Linked DNA regions of Anser cygnoides: region 1 is linked to region 2. The links are chromatin contacts, called in public Hi-C maps. All regions are on one chromosome and are shown on one strand. The core of a region is the stretch at or near the end of the contact, and the rest is flanking DNA. Distances in the headings are between cores, read along the strand shown. Region 1 overlaps PARN (poly(A)-specific ribonuclease). Region 2 overlaps TVP23A (trans-golgi network vesicle protein 23 homolog A).

The links. A called contact is a pair of places that touch in the nucleus more often than the background predicts.
Region 1: a Hi-C map of liver shows a contact between it and region 2, with 2.0 times the contacts expected there. The contact joins two enhancer-like sites. A contact is called at or near these places in 2 of 7 Hi-C or Micro-C datasets (both in liver).

The regions. Positions count from the first base shown.
Region 1 is chr15:18,195,162-18,199,167 of Taihu_goose_T2T_genome, reverse strand. The region is part of intron 25 of PARN (poly(A)-specific ribonuclease); the gene reads right to left. Among named protein-coding and RNA genes, the nearest start is that of TRNAT-CGU, 5.6 kb to the left of the region's middle. Within about 2 kb of position 1,992, at least 1 of the 3 cell types and tissues checked has open chromatin away from gene starts, as enhancers often do. A contact at or near this core is called in liver, where this site is marked.
Region 2 is chr15:17,486,794-17,490,474 of Taihu_goose_T2T_genome, reverse strand. It overlaps TVP23A (trans-golgi network vesicle protein 23 homolog A), which reads left to right. Exons shown (of 6, transcript XM_066977979.1): 4 at 866-991; 5 at 2,641-2,770; 6 at 3,204-3,681. The coding sequence ends at 3,262. Among named protein-coding and RNA genes, the nearest start is that of TVP23A, 8.2 kb to the left of the region's middle. Within about 2 kb of position 2,389, at least 1 of the 3 cell types and tissues checked has open chromatin away from gene starts, as enhancers often do. A contact at or near this core is called in liver, where this site is marked.

The DNA.
Region 1 (4,006 bases), core at 743-3,242, 710 kb before region 2:
ACCACCGCGGCTCGGGGAGCCCGGGCCCGGAGGATCTGGGGAGCCCTTGGCTGCTCGCCTTTGTGGCGGGGCTGCAGGAGCGAGCACGGGAGGGAAGGAAGGGGAGAGGTGTCTTTGTGGCAGCCAGGCGTGAACATCTCCACTTATTCCTTTGGTCTGCCTTTTTTTTTTTCCCCTACACTTTTCTTCTTTTTTAGAAGGAAGAAGCGCTTAGGGGGAAAAAAAAAAAATCCCCCCCCAAATCCCCACCTTCTGGATTTTTTTATTATTTTTTTTCCCGTCTGCTTCTCCCCCTCCCCTCGCTGTGGCCTCTTGTTTAGCTCGTGGCGTGACCGTGATGAAGAAATGTTTCTGGGCGCCTGGCAGAGGCGATCTTTTTTATGTAATGAGTCAGGATTTTGCCAACGGAAGGAGCCGGCCGCCGACCGAAGGGCTGCTGCCTCCCTGCCGAGCCCGGCACCCCGCCGGGCCGGGGCCGGGGCCGCCCGCTCCCCCGGGACCCGCGGTAAGCTGCGCGCTCCTCCCGCGGGGCCCCGCTCTCCCCTCAGCCCTCAAGTGGGGCCGAGCCGCCGGGGCCGCGCCCTGCCGCCGGCTTGGGGCCGCTCCCCGCCACCTGGGCGGCCGCTGGGGGCTGCAGCCCACCTGCCCCGGGCCGCCGGGGGGCCGCCGGGGCCCGCCGCAGCTACAGGTGCCGGCGGCCCCGTGCCCCGCCTGAGGGGAGGCTGCAGCCCGCGCGGCGCGGCCCCGCCTCAGGGCAGCGGCGGGAGCGCGGCCGGGACCAAGCCGGGCTGCTCCTTCTCCTCCTCCTCCTCCTCATTCTTCTCCTTCTCCTCCCGTTCCCTCTCCCGCCCGCCAGCGCTGCCTCGTTCCCTCAGGAGGTGTCTCCGAGCACGCAGGGTCGGCAGGGACGGACGGCGTTCCTCCGGATTACCGAAAGCAGCACAAATGTAATAGTGTTTTTTTTGTTGTTGTTCAAGCGCGGCGATTGGTTTCTTTTGACGTGACTGACAGCATTTACCTGCCTCAGGTCTCCAAGTGGGTCTATAATGAGTAAAACTCGGGTTTATTTAGAAGTTCGGTAGGGAATGTAAAGGAAGGATTTAGCAGTGTGTTCCTTTTGGCTGCAGATCTCTGCTTTTCTTCTTAAAAAAAAAAAAAAAAAGTTCTTAAAGCTGGGGATAGTCAGATTTGGGCACCCAGCTGAATACTCTAAGCTGCATTGTCAGTAGGAAGCGACCCGTTTTGGGTAAAGTGAAAGTACCGTAGTGTGCTACACAGATAGCAAAGATATAATAATGTCACACATCTCTATAATGTTTCAGCTTTACTTTAAAATATGGAGGAACAGACAAACGAGTTGATACTTTGAAAAGATCTTAATAGATACTTTGAGTGCTGGGGCTAATAAGTCCCTACATTACTCTGGGTGAGTTCTGCGTCATTTTATAGCCACTTGCAGAAGGTGCTGCTTAGCTAAACAAACAAATCATAAAATGGGAATAACAGCAAATAATAACTGCTAGCAACTCCTGCTGTCCAGTTAGTTGAAGGAGTGTATACCATGACTTGGCTACAACGTCCTCTTTTATCAGTCCAAAAATCAGCTCCTTTGTAAGCGCTGATCCCCTCAGTCGATTGGGCATATCTTACAAAGATACTTTGCTTACAAATTGAATCTCAGAAGGTTGTGGTTCCAGAGTCGGGGTTTTGGGGGCGAGATGAGCTTATGTTTTATCCAACTGGCCCACAAAGTCCCGCTTTTGGTGGTCACTTTGTTCTGCAAAAGAAACCAGTGCATTATGGCTCTTACAGAGGACACTAACCTTAGCACTAAACTACGGCTGTGCTCAGAAAGCTACTCGCTACTGCACACTTTAAATAAGTAGCAATATCCTAACTTTACTGGTGTCATCAGCAGTAAGAAGCAGATAGAAAATACTAGCATTCCCCAAAGTTAAACAGAAATAGTTTTCTAACTGTTGTTGTAGCCTGTAAAAACTTTTTTTTTTTCCTTAAAAACACAGCAAAGGCAAAGAAAAAGTTATGTTTCAAAGGGTGGTTATTTGACATAAGTATATTGGGAGAAAAAATAAGACTTTTCTAGGAAAGAGAGGCAGCTTAAACCTTGAAACCAACATACAGCCCTTAGGAACATGCATGCTGTCAGTCCCCTCCTCGGGTCTTTTGCTCACAAAAGGTTGCAGTTCTGATGTCTCTCTCTCTTCAACTGACTTTTTGTTTTGTTTTGTTTTCATTTTTGTTTTTGTTTGTTTTTTACTTGTGTGCCCACCTGTCTACATGTGCATGGTCTGTATCTATAAATCAATGTAAAGATTACTAATTGCTGTGCTGAGAGGAGTTGTGCAATATATTTTTATGAGTAAGTCTGAGCTTGGTAAAGCTGTTCAATTCCACGCTACTATTTATTTTTTGTTATCGATAGCCTGAACAATCTCAGCATAGTATTTACTTCTAAATGATGTAGTTTTATTTTTATGGGATTCCAATAGATGTTTACCATTTATAGGTAAGCTGAACTTTCTTGAGGCTCCAAATATAACGTACATATATTTAAGACAGAATAAAACACATGCTAAGTGATATTGTGTGAGAGAGTATAATGGCTCATATACAGAGCAAGCACAAACAGGGGCATCCTCTCGGCTGGTGTAAATGTGCCTGTCATAGCTTTGACATTTTATACTAGCTAATCACCTGCTTACGTGACACATGAATATCTACACATGGTACTCACATTATGCTTGCGGTCAGATTCTTATTTAGTGCTGATCTACTCAAACTGAATCGATTCTGTTACTTCAAAAAGGCCTGGAAATTCAGCTGAGTTCCACAGCAGTGCTCTGCTAAAAAAGAAGTTGTTGGCATGTGATAGCTCACATGACTGTGTGCAGGATCTGTGTACTCAGGCAAATGGATATTGTGCTGAATTATCAGTATTTTTCTATGGAATTCTGGCCTTTTACAATTTATAGCTATATAATCACTATACATATGAAATAGGACATACCAAAACCTCAGTGCAACAAATTACTCACTTGTTTAAAGCTGAAATCTACCTTGGGAGAGCTTAGGTCAGAATTGTGCTGCTAACACGCCTTTTAGCCACTATTCTGCATGAAATAATGCAGCTCAAAAGCAGCATTTATGAGAAGGTTAAGTTTTCAGGAATCAATTGAGCTACAAATTTAACTGTAGAAATATCATTTTTTAAAAATAATACTTAGTTTGTGAATACATTACAGATATATCCAGTACTACAAGCTGTCAGATTTGGACTGGTTTGACTCCTATGGCCTCTTTGCTAGTCTTCTGAGAATACTCTGCTCTGCTGCTTGTGAGCTTTTTCTTTAAAGCTCTTAAATTGGAACATGTAATTTTGTGCAGCTACCTTCAGTAAGAGGTGCTGTACACCCTGTTAACCAGCTGCGTTTGGAAATCCTTTCAGATAGGTTCTCTTTGATTCTTTATTGATGATACATAAAATTCACAGGTATTCAGTTGAGCACAATTAATATAGACATGGAATTAACTATTTAAATGACTACTGAGCACTGTTTAAGAATGTGGTTATAGTTCTGAAGGCCTTTCTCATCCAAAATTTTTAGTTACATTCTTTCCCATTACTAAGGCTACAGAAAGAGCTCCTGTTTCTGTCTCCTGTGTGGTAAAATGGACTGTTTTCTGCTCAGATGGATGCCACACATATCTCTCAAGCTTTTAATGTATATTCACCTTATGTGTGTTAGCCAAATATTAATGATGATTGGACAAAATAGTGACTGATCCCCTACACACTTAGGCTGTAAGAGTGTGATCTCTTTCCATCACGCTGGGTTTTCCCACAAAGTTTGCTTGCAGGATGGCCTCAGAGCTGTGACTCCTGGAGTGCACTGTGCACCCAGAGCATTAATAATTGATGCCTGGGATCAGTTTATTTGAAATGGAAAAAAAAAATAAAAAAGAAATTTATAGAAGATTAAAAAAA
Region 2 (3,681 bases), core at 1,140-3,639:
TGCCCCCTTCAGAGAGGTGCCAGCAGTTGCTGTGGTGCCCAACAGTAGTGTTAGGCATTTTGAAGCTACATGTCTTAATTTATCAAATATCAATGGACTTCATAAGCAAGACTGAACTATTAGTTTACATAACATAAAACTAAGCATCACACCAGGTTTAAATTAAGCTATGTGTGCTTTTATAAAATGTGTAGAAATGGACACTTTTATGAGAATTTAATTGTCTGAACTGGAACCAAATGATCAATCCTGTGCGGATCTTTAAAGTTTGCTTGTTAGCACTTGGTATAGATACTCATTGCCACATTAGATATTATAGTTTTTTTCTGATACTACACTGATTTTTTTCCCAATGCTTTTGACTTGTGATCATGGCACAAGTCACAAAACTACTCCTCAGACTGCAAAATACTCACACTGAAGTTCAGCTTGTAACACTGTCTTCTGTTTCACGCTTCTCTGAGCCCTTGGTAAAGTTTGAATCTAATACCAAATTTAACTTAGTCTTTCTGAAGTTTAAAAGTAATGGTTAGCATATAGAACTTTTGACTATAAAATATTATTAATCTGTAGCATTAGTGGCAACTACCTTTTACAAAAGGAATGGATTATCTCATTTAAGTGAGAACAGGAAAAGGAAAACAGTGCATTTTGAAAAGAAAATACTATCATGTACAGTAGGACAGCGGGCAGAAAATTTCGCATCAGTGACTTCTCTTCCTATTGAAACCACCCTGTCTGTATGCATGTAATAAATGAAATTTGGGTAAACAAGTAGATTTGTCCATTCCTCCTCCTCCACTGATTTGTTACTTATTATGGGTTTTGTCTTTGTGACTAAAAGTTTCAGTAATTTTCTTGCTAGGTGTCTACAATAGCTGCCTCAACTGAAGCTGAAGCTCGAATCTTTTGGCTTGGCCTCATTATCTGTCCAGTCATATGGATTGTATTTTTCTTCAGCACCTTGTTCTCCCTGAAGCTGAAATGGCTGGTAAGTCTGGCATTACTGAATGAGCTACAGCTGACAAGTAATGTTAATTGAGGGAAAACCCAGATCTGTAGTTTTGCAACAATCTGTACCAAAATCTCCAACATTACAGAAATCCCCCCAACAGCTTCAAGGAGTCAGAGTTTTCTGCAGGCAAGCCCTGCACTCCAGAATGGATCATTTTTAGCCTCACTTTTACTAGGTTATCAGCTGTCAACTACTTCATTTATCTCCAGTAAAGCATCTTAGGTAGTTGACAGAATTGCTGCCTCATTTTTAACTGTAGCATCTTACTTTTCTCCAACTTCTTTATTGCCGTCAAAGGAGACTAGTAGGAGAGAACAAAAAGTGAACCAAAAGTGCTGGCTTTCAGGTTTTCACATCTCCTCGGGACTTGAATGTCTCTTAAGCTCTTAAAAGTAAGGATTTTAGATTTCTGGTATCATTCCCTTTTGAAAGAACCAGTATCACAGCACTTAAAAATCTTGATAAATTGAGATATATAGTTTATAATTATTGTATTTATAAGTCATCTATTCTACAAAAAGCAAAACATTACATTTTCCTAAATAGAAATTGTACCCCATATATTACATTATGCTGATGCTTTGTCTATGAAATCTTTGTTTTCCTCTGTAAACTTTTCAATTGTGCTTGCATAATCACCATAGAATACATTTCGTCAAGTTCTGAACTGTGCAAAGTACAATTTTATTATTAATTTTTAAAAGATATAAAGCGTCTTGCATACCTGCTGCTACAGAACAAATAATAGCCGAGATTACATTTTGTTAGTAAATGAAACAGGAAATTCAGATAACGGGTATGAATCTATTGCAAATCATTAACTGCTTTCTAATGCCCCAAATGGCATAACTATACAAACAATAGTTAAAATTAAACCAGCTGTCTTCCTTCACAGCTCCACCTTTAGTTTTGAAAAACAGATTGTTTGCTAAGCAAAGAGCTAGCTGGAGAAGGAACCTGAGCTAGCACAGAAGATGCAGGTTGTTCAGGTGCTTGTAAAACCATGTTACCCAAATGAAAATTTGACAGCTTCCAGGAAATTAAGAAAAACATTATTTTACCAGTTAATTAATTGGATTTTGCCTGCTGCTAAGCCTCTAGCATCATGAAAGGACCTACTCATTTACACTGCCTGCTAACGATGGATATTGATTCACATCTATTGATGCTATTTGTAAATCTGCAAGTTATAGGATCTTACTTGTGTGTCGTAAGGCATTTGGCAGCTAAACGTGTCTGCAGGCTTGCTGTGTGTTTGGATGTGAAGCTCTTAGATACGATCAGGTTTAAAAGATTAAATGATTACGCAATTGGTCAAATAGGTGCTTTTTTGGATAGGTGCTCTTCAGAAAGTAATGAAGTTTTTCAAAATGCAGAATGACCTGAGCCAGAAAAAAAAAAAAAGCTGCACAGTTTTGATAAAAAAGACATTTTGCAGAAAGGGACTACAGTGTTTAGTACGGTTGGATCTCTTTTAAGGTCTTTCATTATTTGAAGGGATATTCCTTTCTTACAGCCTGTATGTATAGAGTATACATACATATATGTGCATGCATATATATTCTATGCATAGTCTACATATATGGCAGTATATTTGTCCCAGCCAATCTTTTGTTTGTCCACAGGCTCTCGTGATAGCTGGGATCTCCCTTCAAACTGCTAATTTATATGGATACATCCACTGCAAATTAGGGGGACAAAAAAGCATCAGCAGAATAACTTCGAGGTTTTTTGTCACAGCAGATGTTCCCAAGAGTAAGTACCAAGCTGGACCATCAGCTATAAACCACGAGGTATCAAATGCCGACCTGCCTCACGCTGTTGGTTTTGGCTTTTCCTGGTATTAGTTCCTAGTGTAGCTTCTGACAGGGCTACCTTGATTCTCCAATAAGCAATTCTTGTGCACTCTCGCAGAGGGGCTGTACCCCATGGCAGTCTGCTCTGTATTCAGGAGCCTTGCTGAAGCTTCACAACTGAGCTGCTTGCAAGGCCCATGAAGAATTTCCTCTAAGTTAAACCTTCAGTATGATGCCTTCTGAGGTATTGTAATGCCTAGGTGTTACAATATGGATACATACAAATGGAAGAGCAGTCTTAAACCCTGAGGCTTCCACCAGCCTTTTCCCTGTTTATGATTCCTGCATACTGTGCTATGGTGACATCCGCCTTTCCTGTGTTCATTCTGTAGGACAGACAAGAATTTCAGACGACTGCATTGAAGAACATGGAAAGACAGGCACTAGATAGTCATTTAAGGAAATAATAAAAAGACAACCGGTAAAAATACTGATTTATGAAAGCTGTTTTTCATATTAAGTTACTGAAGTGAAGCTCTTCTAGAATTATACCTGCATGAAATAATGATTTTGTCATTTGTGTCTTCAGACAGAAAGGTTTATAGCCTTTGTTAAAGACTCTACTTATTTCAAAATAAGACTTTCACCAAAAGGCAGTTTGCACAGGCATGAGAACAGTGCTTGTGGTTTATACAGAACTTTTATGAGCAGACATGTCCTTGAGAAAAAAACTGTGAACTAACCTGAAACTATTGGGTTATCCTAACTGAGAATTAGAATATAGTCAAAAGACAACGATCACTTGTTTTTCAAACTACAGTTAATAAAACGAAATTACCTTTTCCTCTTGTACACTCTCATAACTCTCAT